Linked DNA regions of Mus musculus: region 2 is linked to region 1. The links are chromatin contacts, called in public promoter capture Hi-C maps. All regions are on one chromosome and are shown on one strand. The core of a region is the stretch at or near the end of the contact, and the rest is flanking DNA. Distances in the headings are between cores, read along the strand shown. Region 1 overlaps Ncor2 (nuclear receptor co-repressor 2). Region 2 overlaps Scarb1 (scavenger receptor class B, member 1).

Region 1 (7,782 bases), core at 2,663-5,162:
CCTGCGATCCCTCGGCCTGACGTGTTTGTTGGGCCCTCTTGGACGGCACTCGGGTAATATAAATAAACGCAGCCCCAGCCGCCAGGTTCTGGAAGTGGCAGCTGCTGCTGGCGCGGGTGGAGGGAAAGGTCAGGGGCTGAGTTACACTTGATCCTGAGCCCTGGCCCTCCCTGCCTCCTGTCCTTGAGGAGCCCTGAGAAGCTGCTCTGGAGCCACGTGGCTCTTGTGGTCACTGTAGGCCAGCAGGTGGCCTGGCTATCCCGCACCTCCCCCAAACCATGGCGCGTCCCCCTCCCCCCCAATGCTGCTACTATGGGAAGCTGAGGCTTCAGACCCACTCCTGAGCTGGGTGAGGTGGGTGAGAAACCTTCAAGAATTCCAGTCTTGACCAGGGTGTGGGGGAGGGGCAAGACTGACTCAAAGCCATGTAGACCTAGGGGGTCACTTGCTGGTGTGTTGGGGGTTTTATTGTTTCCTTTGTTTGTAGTGAGCCACCAACTGGGGTTTGAATGAGGGGGTGGTGAGAAGGGGGTGGGCCCCCTCCCCTGCCCTCCCCGCCCCCTGCAATTCGTAGTTACAGCCTCTTGTTCTGCTTTGACTTGTGTTGAAGAACATGATTTGAAGCCTGGTGGTAGGAAATGGGACTTAGCCTTGTCACAAGTGGCTTTGAAGCTCCGCCGAAGCGCCGGCCTCCTAACCTCCATCCCCAGGGGCAGGTTTCTGGCACTGCCATGGGAAAATGGCCAGCTTTGCCTTCAAGGGAGCTGGGGCTCATTGAAGGTTGCTGAGGGTGCACAGCCTTCTAGTATAGCCCAAGGTTTGTAGCCTCAGAGCTTGTGAGCCATGAGGTCTGTGGCCTTGGGGAGGGGTTGAGGGGGGCCTCCGCAGATCTGAAGATTGTCCCACCATGTGGTCTCAAGCTGTGACTTGAGACAGATCCACCCGTGACTGCTAAGTGCCAGGTGGGCCCTGAGTCTGGTGTGGCTCTTGAGGTGTGGGGGGGCCCCAAGCTCACCCTGCTCCCCTCCCCAGCTCGGCCTTGCTCTGACCTGAGCTCTTCCAGGGCTCGTTCCCCTTCACCTATGGTGAGACCGGAAAGCGGGCTTGTTCTCCTGAGGCCTCACTGCAGCTGTGCAGTGTCAGAGCTGGGTCACCACAGCTCCCGCCCAACTGGGGAGGGAAGGATGGGGGGAGGCTGTCTTCTGCCCCCTAGAATCTTAACTGTGGCCTCGCTTGGGGCCATGCCTGTTACTGTTTGTTTCCTGGTCCCTCCCTGGCTGTGCCCCCTTGGCTTTGGACGGTAGTGAACCCTCATCTGCCCTCCACCTGTAGGCCTCCTGGAACATGGGAGGAACTGGTCAGCCATTGCCCGTATGGTGGGCTCCAAGACCGTGTCCCAGTGTAAGAACTTCTACTTCAACTACAAGAAGAGGCAGAACCTGGACGAAATCCTTCAGCAGCACAAGCTAAAGATGGTAAGTCTGGCCAGAACTCGGTGGCCACGTCCACTGGGAACTGGGGCCAGCCAGGCCTCCCACAGCCTCGCTCATGTGGCCCCTGGCTGCCTGGCATCTGCATGGGGAGGGATGGGTGGGCTGGGCCCTGACTCAGCCAGGAATCGGACCTGGAGGTCCTAAGTGAGCAGCTTCGCTTCTGCTTGGCTGCCCTTTTGAACAGTCGGGCTACAGGGACAGGGAATGAGGGTCCCAGAAGACAGAGGCTGGAGGAAGACTTGGGGCCCACACTGACAGCTGTATCTCTAAGCAGGGCCTTTTTTACATCCATGGCCAGGAGGGCCACTGGAGCCACTGCACTGCCTTCCCATGATCCTCCCCAACCCCATCTTAACGTCATCAGCCTGTTAGGGCTGGGGAAACTGAGGACCAGGGAAGCTCTTCAGCCACCTAAGTGGGTGTATGAACTCAGAGCCGAGTAGCTCTACCACCTCTCCAATCTCCCGCCGTGGTCTGAGTGAGGCTTGTGAAGGACACCTTGAGGCCCATCGTTCCCTGGCTTTAAAGTTGTGTGGGTTCCTGTGCAGTGAAAGATGTATTGCTCTTTCCTGAGCCTCGAGGCCCAGTGCAGGGTACACAGCAGCACAGGGTGCGGTAGAGCATGGTCCAGCAGCCAGAGACACAGCATTGCTCCATTAGGGCTCCTCTCAAGACCCATGTGGAATCCAGGGACACCCTTGTTGGCCCACCCTCCTGCCCCAGCTATTTCTTACGGCTCGTGTCCCCCGAACATATGACTGCCCAACTCTCCATGTCTCCAGGGAACTGCTCCCTCTGCTCTCAATGACCCCCGGTGGGACAGTGGACCCAAGGACATAGTCATCTAAAAGGGGCCAGGTCTGAGCTTGTGGTCTGAGCACCATGTGACCTGACCAGCTTCTCCCTACTGAGCCACTTCTTTAGCTAGAAAGTAGGTGGAGGGGACAGTGACACGGACAGGAAGGAGGTGCCCGTGAATGGGAGGCCCTCTGTGGGGCTTCCTGCCTGCTTGCTCTTTGTGATACCCCTGTCACTGATGTCATAGCTACCCATCCCATGTCCTCTAGGTACCTGAAGCCCTTGCGATCACTATGCAGCAATTACCAAGGGGCTGTCTGCTGATAGGTGTAGGGGTGTGTGTGTGTGTGTGTTTGTCTAGGCTGTGCCACTTACAGGCTGTGTGGCTTTTTAGCTAAGAGTCTTATCTGCTCTGTGCCTCAGTTTCTCTGCCTGTGAAATGGGAAGGATAACAGCTCCTCCCAAGTGACAGGGCAGTACTTGAAAAGGGGACACTAGGCAATTCGCCAGCTCCCCACCAGCTAAAGCCAGATGGCAGAGGGCTCAGGGTCTTTGTGGTGTGGTATGTCTATCCCAGGTGATAGATGGATGCAAGCCTGCGTGCATGGAGTCCCTCCAAAGGACATAGGGCTCTGCCCGGTGGGAGTGTGCTCTGGCCCTGTAGCTTGTGCTCAGAGCGCACAGCCTGGCCTCTGGGCCTCAGTTCCCACCTGCTTCAGGAGTGTATGAGGAGCAGGTACCTTCCACTGAGGAAAGTCCAGTGTCTGGCCCAGGTCACAGAGTAGGACAGAGTTTGTGTATAGTGGGCAAAGGCGTGGTTGGAGTGTCTGGAGGAGCTTACTACTTAGTGGGATGTGGGAATCATGGTGAGCTATTGAGCTGAGGTGACTCTGGTCTGAATGGGATGGAGGCAGGCTGCCCAGGAAAGGGGACCCCTGCCCCGTTCTTAGCTTTGTCATTCAGGTGGCTGCCCTGGCGGAGGCCTGTAGAGGAGGTGGGCTGATTCTCTCCCCAGGCAACCTCAAGAGCTGGCTGGCTGGTCCTGAGGATCATGATAAGAGCAGTGAGCAGAGGCGGAGGCCCCTGAAGTACAGAGCGAGTACCGTGTTGTATGAGTGTATGAGCTGGCCTGTGGCAGCCCCTGACCTGGGCTGTCTGTTCTCACCCACTCGGCATCAGGCTGCCACTGTAAAGAGGGTAGGCCAAGCTGCACTAAGGATGCTTGAGCCCGGAGGATCAGGAGTTCAGGGCCAGCCTAGGCTACAGGACCGTGTCTCAAAAAGAAAATGACAAGAACTAAGAGGTTCACTTCTGTTCTCTGAGTCCTGAAGCAGTGGCTAGGGCCTTTGGCTGCTGGCCCGGCCCCGTCTGAAAGCAGGAAGGCATGCCACCCTCAGCCACCCAGAGAACAGGGGAGGCAGGAGGTCAGTGGGTGTCCCTGCCTCTCATCCCAGGCCTGGCCTGCACATGGCTGCTGGAGACTCATCAGAAACCGGGAGCTTGGGCGGAGCCTGCATGTCGCAGGTTATGTAACATTTGGCAGCCTTGTCCTCTCTGAGGTCTCCCTCCCCCTCCGTGTGGCCAAAGGCTGCCCTTCTGTCTGTGTCCTGGCCCTCAGGGCTCGGCCTCCAGGTTGCTCAGTGTGTCATCTGGGCGCTGGCCCTGCCGGCCTTGCTTCCTTCTGCTGTCTTCTCTCTGTGGCTGCTGGGAGACGCTCCAGGCAGGGATGTATTTGAACTCTGGCAGGCGGGCCTCCTTGACTCTGCGCTTTGTGTCTCTGAGTCGTCGGTGTCATCCTCTCTGGTGTTGGCTCATTTATGGAATGACGTGGTTATGGAGTGTGTGGTGACTCTACTCCAGCTGTGGGAGGGAGGCAGTTGGAGCAGGCAGAGGTCCCAGTTGACGAGGAATAAGTCTCGTCAAGATGCTGTAACTCCCGTAACTTCCAGCTTGTGGCCCCAGAGGTGCGGAGACAGAGATGCAGAGAGAGTGAGGGTTTTTGCAGAGCATTGGTTAATCCCCCAGGGAAATCAGAGAGGGCCTCTGGGGAGATGACGTTGAAGGAAGTGAGTGTTCGCTCTCTGGGGGAAGGGTGTTCAGGCAGGGAACAGCCTGTGTAAAGTCCCTGGGGCTGGCGTGGGGCCTGGAGAAGCAGACTTAGACTAGGCAGAGTGGCAGGACTAGTGATCTGGAGCTGATGTCAAGTGTTAGGGGCTGCCTGGAGTGGTGACGGCTGTGTGGCAGGCAGGGTAGCTGTGTGTACGTGTGACTTGACGCCTTGCAGATTGCTGGTGTGCAGTAGGTGCTTAGGAAATGCCATCTGTGATGTGAGTTCATATCTCCAAAACAGCGCTTACACACGCTTACCAGCCCTTTGTCACTGGGGCTATACAGGGCCGGGTGTCCCATAGGCTCTAGAAACACAGGGTGTGCTCTGTCGTCTGTCCATGACTCTGCCAGGCTGATGGGCTCCCGTTTCCTGTGAGTGTCCTTGCAACCTGCTGCCTAGTTCCTGTTGCTAAAGATAGACGAAGGAAGGGGATCCCCAGCCCCATGCCACAGCATCCTCGCACCCGCAGACTGGAGCCTGGGCCTCTTGGGAGGTGCCAAGACCAGACCCTGTGTGGGCGGGGGTGGCAAGTCAAATGTCCACGAGGTCTGTGTATACTTAGAACAAGTCTGTGGCCTAGTATTGGCAATAGAGACAGTGATGGACTGACAGGCATACATCTGCCTTTTGTTCTGTGTCCCAGGATCCTGGGACAATGGACACAGCAAGCCTCAGAGCATGGTCCTGCTATGTTCCCAGGACAGAATGTCACCAGTCAGGTGTAGCAGAGCTATGGTCTGTCACCAGCTTCTGATCTTGGTGGTTTTTTTCTAACCTATGACCCCCGCTGCCATCTTCCCCTGAAAGAGCTGGTCAGTTGCAGCATGTCTCCACCCACCACACCCCTTCCCTCCTGGCCTGTGCTCCGCTCGGACAGCCCTGTGGATGTTGCCAGACCAGCACGGAGGGCATCAGCTGAGATATGAGGGCGCCTGGACCACATTCTGTCCCTCATACTAGATCAGGCTTACCCCAGGCTACATCGTTTCAAGACTAGTGCATGTCCTGACTGCTGCTTTGAATCCCAAGCTTAGGGAAGCCTCGGCTGCTCTGGGCTTCGACCCAGCTCAGTGGAGGATCACGGAAGTCCAGCCAGGGGAGGGTTTTGAATGCTTCTGTGCTGGGAGGGTGATGCTAGGCCCTGAGTGTGGGGAGTAGAGGTGGTTTGAGGGAAAAGCAAGACGACAGTATGGCTCATCCACACCCTAGAGCCTTTGTAAATAGGCGTCTCTCAGCCAGAGCCTTGCCCGGGTGAGAGAGGCTTACCCCATGCTAGATCATTTTTCCCTCTGCACTTAGACAAGGACTCCAGTGTCGATTCCTATAGAATCCTGATCACCCACCCAGCTGACTTGGCCTGTGCCCTTTTTTTTTTCCCCATTTGATCCCACTGTGGTCCCTGGCCAGTCCCCTGAGTCCAAACTTTAGGGTGTGTGTTGCTGGCTTTGGAGGGTAGTGGCCATGTTATATATCCCTGAGTCTGTATCCACAGCCCCTCCACTTGTGCCTAAAGTGTGCACTGTGACACTGTGGCCTGGCCCAGCCTGCACCCAGGGTCCCACTGGGACACACCGTGCTATGAAGCGTCTATGGTAAAAATAGCTCTGGCCTGCATGGCCACTGCCACGGGCTGAGTGGGAAGGCTACCTACCCACACAGCCGTGCAGCCAAACTCACTGCTCTCGCAGCCGGGACCAGGCCTCAGACATAGGGCGTCCCCAGCCGTGACCGCTACTGTCCTGTCCCAGGAGAAGGAGAGGAACGCTCGGAGGAAGAAGAAGAAGACCCCAGCTGCGGCGAGCGAGGAGACAGCCTTCCCACCTGCCGCTGAGGACGAAGAGATGGAAGCATCAGGCGCAAGTGCCAATGAGGAAGAGCTGGCGGAGGAGGCAGAAGGTGAGGTCACTGTTGTCCTGGGAGGTGGGGACGGAGGGGAGGGGGAGTGAACGCGCACGCACAGGCACACGCACACTGTCCTATGTCTCCATCTTCTAGGCATCCCTGCTTTCCTGGGCCAGGCCTAGGGCTGAGCACAGAGGAGCCCTGACTAGACCCCAGGCTTCTGGCCCCAGATCCCCATAGTTCGTTCACCTGCTTTCTCCATAGGCCTGGCATAAGTCGTCTCAGCATCCTCGGCTGGGCCCTAGGCTCTTGGTTGAGGCTCCCAGCCACCCTCATGAGCATGGACATAGACAGCATGGAGGGGAAGTGGTGGAGACAGAGCTGCCCACAGAAGAGGGGAGTGACTGTGAGCCCCAAATCCTGGGGAGGGGGATGGTTACACATCTGCTTAGGAGCAGAGACGGGGCCAGCCGAGGCCTCTCACCACCCGAGAATTCTTGGGGCAGCTAACCTCTCCCACCCAAGAGCAATGGGCTAGAAAGGCTGAGGTCCAGGCTAGGGACCACTTGACCTCAGACTTCCTTGTGTGGTAACAGTCATGGCAGCCATATATGGCCTTGTCTCTGTCACCACAGGCCGAGGAGGTGGCTGAGGAGTGACTGAGGCATGGTGGAGTCATTCCAGGTCCCTAAGACCTAGTTTGGCAGCTTGGTCATAGCCCTCTGCTCTGTGTCTCTTTGGCGTCCAGGGGAAGGGGCCTAGTGATCTTCCTGTTACTTGATGTCTGGGTCTGTAAAGTGCCTACTATGTCCAGGCTCTGTGACCATGCCTGGGGCACATGGGTGCCTGGTGGAATGCCTCAGTGCAGAGCTGGGCCTCCAGCCATTCCTTCCCTGCCCAAATGTAGTGCTTAAGGGTCCAGTCACAGTTGTCACAGTCCCTTCATGTCTCTGAGGGCTTCTGGTATAGACATAACTAACTGACAGCAAGTCGTAGACACCAACACTCACGATGGGGGCTGGCCTGCTTGTCCACAGGACTTCAGTGGCTTTGGCCTCCTGTGTCCTGTCGTTGGGCTGCTAAAAGGAAGACCAGAGGCCATGGCCCACTTGGTGGCCCAGGCTATGTGATTTCCTCACCTGTCATTGTGCTTCTTAAGTACCCTGGTCTTGAGGTCTCTGAGGGTCACGCCCTGTGTGCTTGGGGCCTGCTCCCTGCTGCTGTTACCGATATCTGTTCCGGGAGAGCTGTCAAGCTCTGGGCTACAAGGGTACTGAGAAGCTGGGGAGGCTGGGGACTGACTGATAAGGCTGGAAGGCACATTGGTTAGGGCCTCATTGGTTTGTAGCCCTGGCACTCACACACACCTCTGTTGACCCTGGACATACCTTGACCTTGCACTGGGGCGGAGGGGTGGGTGGCCAGGGCCTCCCTTGGGAGCTGAGCCTAGTGGGTCTCATGGAAGCTGTCTTGGGTCCCCTGCCCTCTGCGAGTCACACCCTCTCCCCTTTGTACAGAATTTGCTGTACCACCCCAGCT
Region 2 (7,782 bases), core at 2,592-5,091, 270 kb before region 1:
GGCAATCCTTCTGCCTCTGCTTCCCAAATCCTGGGAGTAAAGACATGTGCCGTAGTGCCTGGCCCATCTTTTTGTTTGTTAAAATCACATGTTTGTTTATTTGTGTGTATTGTGGAGGGTAGGGGTGCCATATGTGTACTACACATGTGTAGAGGGCAGAGGACAACTTGCAAGAGTCAGTTTTCTTCTTCTACCATTATGCATGGGGTTGAACTCAGGCAGGCTTGGCTGCTGGGGCTTTATTGGCTAAGTCATCTCTCCTGCCCTCATGCTTTTGTTTTTGTTTTTATTTTGTTTCTTGAGACTGGGTTTCTCTGTGTAGCCCTGACTGTCTTAGAACTCAATCAGTAGACCAGGCTGGCCTCGAACTCACAGAGATCTGTCTGCCTCTGCCTCCCAAGTGCTGGAATTAAATGTGTGTGCCATCACCGCCCAGCTTAGCGCCTGTGTTTTATTTTTCTCTTTAAGGACCCAGATCTCAGAGGGAGCTGTGATCTGTTCAAGGCCATAGTTGGTAGCCAGTGTTAGCTGGTCGTGGGCCAGGTTAACTGCCAGGCTGGCCGGGGAAGTGGGGTGCTGGGCTAGGGAAAGATAAGAGATCTCGGTAAGTGAGGGCTAGTCATGTTGTTTTCTGGTGACTTCGGGCAGTCTCCCAGCTCCCTCCCACCTACCTCTTCTTTGCTCTCATCTGACTGTAGGAGTGGGAGGAGGTGTTTTGATAAAGTAGGAGAGATGTCAGGACCCGGTATACCAAAGTTCAAGCTCTATGCGCCTTCTCTGAGGCTCTGAGTGCGCCGTAGGATGCAAACAGCGAGAACCAGCCCAAGCCTCCGCGCCCTTCACTACACTCGGCATCAGGCTCAGATGCAGAGGAGGTAATCTGCTCTGGACGTGTTCTGCAATATAGCTCAGGAGTCGGCTCACGCCCCAGACAGAGCAGCTGTTGGCTCTTACCCAAGACTCTGAGGTACGCCATGTCCTTCTGGAGCAGTATGGGGACTGAAGCTGAGCTTCTGCTAGTGTCTCTTTGTAAGCCGAGCTGGGCTCTCTGGCTACCCACATGTTTGCCGTCTGCCTGGAGGAGAGGTGGGAGGTGAGTGTGTTCCTGGAGGGTCACTGCCAAGGTTGTAAACCCATTGGAAAGTCTCTGGGCTTGAGCCTTGCGGGGGATGGCTCTGCCAATTCCCTGCTGGGTAACCTCGGGCAAGTGCCTTAATTCCTCTGTGCCTTTTCACCGTGTTCTTAATAGTGTCCTGTGTCTGAGGAGATCATACCTGTTAAACACCTAGAATAACAAGCTGCTGAGTATCGCTCAGTATGCTGATGCACACATCCTCGGGGACCTGTCATCAATGCTTGCAACTGACTTCTCTTCTACATCCTGCTCTGAGATGTCACAGGGCATGCTCATGGCACACCCAGCTTTCCCACCAGCCTTAAGAGTGGCTGGGGATGTCTCAAGACTGATTCTGCAGTTGCCCAAGTACCTTGCTGGCTAGCCATGTCCCAGTAAACTCAGCCACCGGCTGTTCTCCCTCCCCACGTCTAGGTTTTTCTTTTAAAAATTATTGTTTTGGAAAAATCGCTGACACAATGGGACAGTGGGTCACATTGGCACTCACCCAAACCTCTTGGCCCTGCAGAGAATGTGCGTAGACCTCTGTTAGAGTCAAGGTCACTTATCCTCCTGCCCACAGCCTGCAGCTACAGGCTGGCCCCTGTGTGTGAGGCCTCTGCCTCCAGCTCTGTCCTTTTTCCATTCAAATCTGTCTTACTTATTTTCTGCCAGGGTAGGAACTGAACCTGGGGTCTCCTGCTTGATGTGCCATATCCCCAGTCCTTTCTCCTTAAAAACCTTTTTACACTTACTTATTTAAAGATTTTTTTTTTAAATTATGTGTCTTTGTGTGGGTATGTGCACATGAGTGCAGGTGCCTGTGGAGGCCACATGAAGGCGCCAGATCCCCTGGAGCAAGAGTTCTAGTGAGCCACCTGACTATAGGGTACTGGAAATGGAACTTAGGGTCTCTGCAATAGCACTCCATGCTTTTAACTGCTAAGCGGTCTCTCTGGCCCTTATTTTTGTTTGTTTGTTTGTTTGTTTGTATAGCGATTAGAGGACATCCCTAGTTTGTCAGTTCCCTTTTCTGTCATGTTGACAGCAAGCACCTTTACTTGCTGAGCCATTTTGAAAGCCCAACTCTTTCCTAATATTATTATTAAAGTTAGTCTCACTAAGTGTCCCAGGCTAGCCTTGGATGTTCAGTCCTCCTGCTTTAGCCTGGGGTGGCAGGCTTGCCCACAGAGTCCATATTTGGTTGTAGCTGTTAAGTTTAGAGGTTTGTCCTGTGTGGATCTCCTTCCTCCTATCAGTGGTACAACCAGGCCTCTCTTGCCACCTGTTCTGCAAGCCTTGTTTCCCAGGAGCTGATGGCCACCTTCTAGGCAGGGCGCCCTGGTTGTGGTTGCTATGTGCTCTTCCCACAGACCCTGCACATAAACTGCCTAGGGTTATCCTGGCTGAGCAGGCAGTGCGAGCAGCGGGGCTTAGAGTTTCTTGCACCAGCTTCTGCTTGAGTTTCCTGGCTTTCCCAGCCCCACCTCCATGTTCGGAGAGGTGTTGATCCCTCTGACGACCAGGCTGAGGCCAGCTCAGGGCTCCCACCCACCCTTGCAGCTGTAGGAGTCCTGGCATGTCAGAGCTGGCCTTCTGGAGTTGGAGGCCCAGGAAGGTGGGACCTGGGGGCTCATCCTGCTCTGCTCCCTACCGCCACCCCAACCCCCATCCTGACCTCTGAGCCCTGCAGAAATTCTAAGCCCTGGCCCTGGTCCCCTCATCTGGCCTCTTAGCCCAGGAGGCTCCCCTGGGCTGAGAGCCCATCTTAGCCAGTGCTCCATTGTAGCTGGGGTCCTGACCTGCGCTGGCCTCGGGATCTCCTTCTCCTGTCTGTTCCCAGCCCTCACTGTGCCTCTTGCGCTTCCTTTCTTATTATTGTGAAATAGTACAAAGTTCTAACAAAGGTCATAATACACATCCGTCAGGTTAAATCAGCCCCAGGTGAAAAGATGGAGCCTCATGGTCCCGAGGCCCTGCTGGAGGGAGCCACCACCCTTGGGTGCTCCTTGCCTTTTGTAGAACCATCCCTATATATCCGACTTGGTCTGGTTTTGAACTTCCTTTAGTGTCTACAAACTCTGACTTTATTGCTGTGGCATTTTGCTTTCGTTGCTTTGTTTGTTTGTTTGTTTGGAGACCAAGCCTGCTCTGTAGCTCAGACTAACCTGGTATCAGTCTTTCTGTCTCAGTCTCTGGCATGCAAGGCCCACAGATGCGCACCGCCAAGCCTGACCACATTTGCATCCTGGCTGTGGCCCGTTTTTTTCAAGTTCATCTATGTAATAGCGTATACCTGTGCCTCCTAACTCTCTGTGACTGGACAATGTTTTGTGTGTGTGTGCGGTTTTTAATGGTATAGATGTCACATTGTGTTTATCTGTCTTTAGCCGGTGGCAGCAGGTAGCTAGTGGCTCTTGTGGGTGTGGGGAGCGTGGTGCTGTGGGGTGTGGACACATGCTCACTTGTCATGTCCTCTCTCTCTCCTTCCCTGTCTCCTCCTGTCAGTGTCTCCCTCTGTGGCTCATCCTCTCTCTGGCTTCGATCTTGAGTACGTTCTTCCATCTGCTTCAGTCCCATCCATCCACATCACTGTGGGTGAGAGCTTACGTTCCGAGGCCTTGGGCTGGGGTCCAGGTGTTGGCTCAGCCTTCTCCCAGCTATGTGACCTAGTGCCATTGGCTCACCTCTCTGCCTTAGGTGACTTGCTTTACCAGGCCATCATCGTGAAAGGCCATCAGCTGTGTGACTTAAGCAACATCCGCTTCCTTTCTGGCTCTTCTGGAGGCTGCATGCCCTTGGCTGCCATGGCTGCTCCTGCTGTCTAGCTTGCAGCCACTGCCTGCCTTTCCCTGTCTCCCTGCTGCTATCCTCAGTATCTCTCTCCTAGCTCTTCTTGCTGTAGACTCCGGTCACACCGCATCAGGGACCATCCTGACTAATTTATTGCCTCCTTTTTTTTTTTTAACCTACTGTGGCCCCATCATGGGCTCTGAATCCAGTACATTCCAATACAGTTTGAGGCATGGGGGTGGGGTAGACAGGTGGGAGTGGTTCGGCACCTGGAACGCTTCAGGCAATGACGCTATGTGGACACCTTGAAATCAGAGTCTCTGTGATTAGTGGCTGGGACCCTTGAAAGACTGGGTCTTGTGGGAATGAAGAGGTGCCCTGGAGTAGCCATGCAGTAAGCAGTTGCTAGGGATGGGGTGGGGTCACACAGCTGCCTTTGAGTCATCCGTGCTTCTATAAGTGACCCCAGTATCATTGCTGCACCCCATCTGATGGGCCAGAATCTCCTCTTAGGTCAGGTGTCACTTTGGGGTGAATAGAAAGAGTCTCAAGGAAAAATCACACAAGAACAGGGGGTTTGCTGGGCAGTGGTGGTGGCGCACGCCTTTAATCCCAGCACTTGGGAGGCAGAGGCAGGTGGATTTCAGAGTTCGAGGCCAGCCTGGTCTACAGAGTGAGTTCCAGGACAGGCAGGGCTATACAGAGAAACCCTGTCTCAAAAAACCACCCCCCCCAAAAAAAACCCAAAAAAAAACCCCAGGGGGTTTTATGTTTATTTTGTTTATGTATTTACTTGTGTGTGTACGTGCACATGTATGTTTGTGTGTGTGTGCATGAGTTTTTGCGTATGCACGAGTGTGTGTGTGTGTGTGTGTGTGTGCATACAGACCTACAGACCCAAAGATGACATCAGGTGTCTTCTTTTTCTGTCATTTTCTGTGGGAATAAAGGTAGATTCTAGTATTCTGGTTACAGTGTCCAGGGAGGTGGTGGCATATCCCAGCACTGGCCAATCACTTAGCCAGGTGTTACCATCTTATCTGGGTTGCCCGTGTGCATATCTGGCTCCTGGCTCCTTGCTGTTGCCTGGTCTCCCTGTTTAATGTCTGTGAGAGCTTGTCTGTTACCATGGTGACAGATGCCCTGGTTTTTCCAACTCTATCAACCATATACAGCATACGCAACACACTTCCTGGGACCTGCCACATTGGGTGGCTTCAGATTGGTCCCTGGGATGTTTGAGTAGGCAGCTGGCTGCCTACTGTTAGCAGGCTGGTTACACAAGTGTCCATTCACCCTCTCAGAGTTCTGTGTGACCAGCCTTCTTGAAGAAGACGACCTGTGGGTGTTTCAGTTTGCATTTCTGAGGTGTGTGTGTGTGTGTGTGTGTGTGTGAGCATACATCTATGAGTGTGTGTATATGTGTAGGTGGGTGCATTTCTGTGTACTTGTGGATACCAGAGTCTAGGTTGGGTGTTCTCCCCCATGATTCTCAAGTTTGCATGTTTGTTTATTCTGAGGCAAGCTCTTATTGTGTAGTGTAGGCTGACCAGGAACTCACTGTGTAGATCAGGCTAGCCTCGGAACTCACTATGTAGATCAGGCTAGCCTCGAACTTACAGAGATGCACCTGCCTTTTCCTCCTAAGTGCTGGGATTAATGGCATGCACCACCACACTTGATCGTAAATTATGTGTGTGTATATAAATTATATATTTATATAAATCTACAAAATGTATACTATATTTATGTTATATATATTTATATATATAAGTAAATGTATATTTGGTGGTGCCGGAGTTTGAGCCCAGAGCTTCGTAGGTGCTAGTTAAGCTCTCTGCCACTCTCCTACCTCCCATGCCAGTTTATTTATTTATTTATTTATTTATTTATTTATTATTTATAGATTTATCTTTAGATTTATTTATTTTATGTAAGTACACTGTAGCTGTCTTCAGACACTCCAGAAGAGGGCGTCAGATCTCATTACGGATGGGTGTGAGCCATGTGGTTGCTGGGATTTGAACTCAGGACCTTCAGAAGGGCAGTCAGTGCTCTTACCTGCTGAGCCACCTCTCCAGCCCTGCCAGTTTATTTTTGACTCAGGGTCTCTCACTGAATCTGGAGCTTGCTGATTGTCTAGACTGTCTGACCATCAAGCTTCAGGAACCCTCCTTTCTCCACTGATCCCAATGCCCAGAGTGCTGTAGTTATAGACCTGTATGTCTGGGTTTGATGACCCACTTGGCTTTTTCATGGGTGCTGGGGCGAGGGTCCGCACTCGGGTCCTCAGCTTGAACGGCTGGTACTTGTGTCTAGAGCCGTCTGTGCAGCCTGCTGAGCCTCGCTGGCTTGTGAGTAAGGCTCTGAGAACTTGAAGGACTTTAACAGGCTAACCTGAGGTTTGGGCTTCACTTCTTCAGAGCATTTGTGTTGCGCTGAGCATGTGGCTCACTTTGTAGCTGCTTGCCTGGCACACACGAGGCCCCGGGGGCAGCCCCCAGGACCCCATGAACTTTATATGATGGTCCCTATCTGTCATCTCAGATTCTGCTTGGCTACTCTAGGGAGTAGGAAGCCAATCTGGGCTAGAGAGACACTGGCCCCCAAAAAGGAATCTGTGATGAAGGTCATGGGGCTCAGGAGTGTCTGCATCTTGCCTGGGATGACAGTTTGATAGAGGCCAGCAGAAACGTCCCGCCAAGGGCTAGAGGCCAAGGACGAGTCTGTCCCATCACCAGAGCTGAAATCAGGGTGTGTTTCTTTCAGTGGTGGTGCCCCAGCCTCCTAGAGAGGCCTGTGTTAGTCACCTAGGTCTAAACTTGTGTCCTTAAGCCGTGGGAACTTCATGGCTAGGCTGGGCGCTTCTAGTGTCTTGAGGGCTCTTGGCTCTCTCCATTCCTGGAGGTGTTCACCGTTCCTCAGTTGACGGCATCAATGCTCCTGTTTCTGTCTCTATCTCTGTCTCAACGTGGCCTCCTTTGTATTTTCCATTTCCTCTTCAAAACTGAGTTATTAGTATTATTTATGTGTATGTGCATATGCCTGCATGAGTTTATGTGCATAGCATGCGTGCTTGGTCCCCATGAAGGCCGGAGGACATCAGAGCCCCTGGACCTGGAGTTACAGATAGTGTGAGCCACCACGTAGCTGCTGGGAACCGAACACCGATGCCTGCATCCATCGAGCCATCTTTCCAGCTCCCCTGCTCTTCTTTGAGACCCAACCTAAGTCCAAACACTTTGACATTCATTCCTATTTTGAGTTAAGAGTCTCACCGTGCAGCCCAGGCAGGCTTTAAATTCACAATCCTCCTGCCTCAGCTTCCCAAGTGCTGAAGTGACAGGCCTGTGCCACTGCGCTGATCTGATATTTTTAACTTGACATCTGGCCAGACCCTATTTCCGATTAAGGTCACACAGGGCACAGTCAAGTATCTTAGGATCACCACCTACATAGATGCATGGCAGAGTACCTTTTGCCCAGACAGCCCCTACTGTGAAAATAAACTACAGGACAAAAATCACCAGTCTGTCCTGATAGCCGGCTCTCAGCACTTGAAGGTAGGAAGCAAGAGGATCAGAAGTTCAAGGTCATCTCTGCTAATAGTGAGTTTGAAGCCAGTCCAGAGGGGAATGACCCTCTGGGAAGACAAAGGTGACATGACACTCGCGTCCCCCAGCGTCCCAAGCACAGAGGTAACTTTGGTTCATGGCTCTTTGTTCCTTGCTGCAAAAAACATGTTTGTGTTTAGAAGAGCCCCTCCCTGCCCTCCCTGGCCTCCCTCTCCTGGCCCCCGGTACCCGTGCGCACTTCCTGCACTTTGCAGTCTCGGATTGGGCACTCAGATGGCTCTGGGTCTCCCCCTTCTTTCC

The links. Capture Hi-C pulls out chosen DNA fragments and counts their contacts.
Region 2: a promoter capture Hi-C map of liver shows a contact between it and region 1. The contact joins two enhancer-like sites. A contact is called at or near these places in 3 of 9 other capture datasets (adipose tissue, liver and pancreatic islet).

Annotation. Positions count from the first base shown.
Region 1 is chr5:125,049,426-125,057,207 of GRCm38.p6, reverse strand. It overlaps Ncor2 (nuclear receptor co-repressor 2), which reads left to right. Exons shown (of 47, transcript NM_011424.3): 18 at 1,333-1,475; 19 at 6,150-6,297. Among named protein-coding and RNA genes, the nearest start is that of Rflna, 50 kb to the right of the region's middle. Within about 2 kb of position 3,912, at least 187 of the 459 cell types and tissues checked have an H3K27ac peak or open chromatin away from gene starts, as enhancers often do. A contact at or near this core is called in liver, where this site is marked.
Region 2 is chr5:125,319,345-125,327,126 of GRCm38.p6, reverse strand. All of the region lies in intron 1 of Scarb1 (scavenger receptor class B, member 1), which reads left to right. Among named protein-coding and RNA genes, the nearest start is that of Scarb1, 18 kb to the left of the region's middle. Within about 2 kb of position 3,841, at least 7 of the 459 cell types and tissues checked have an H3K27ac peak or open chromatin away from gene starts, as enhancers often do. A contact at or near this core is called in liver, where this site is marked.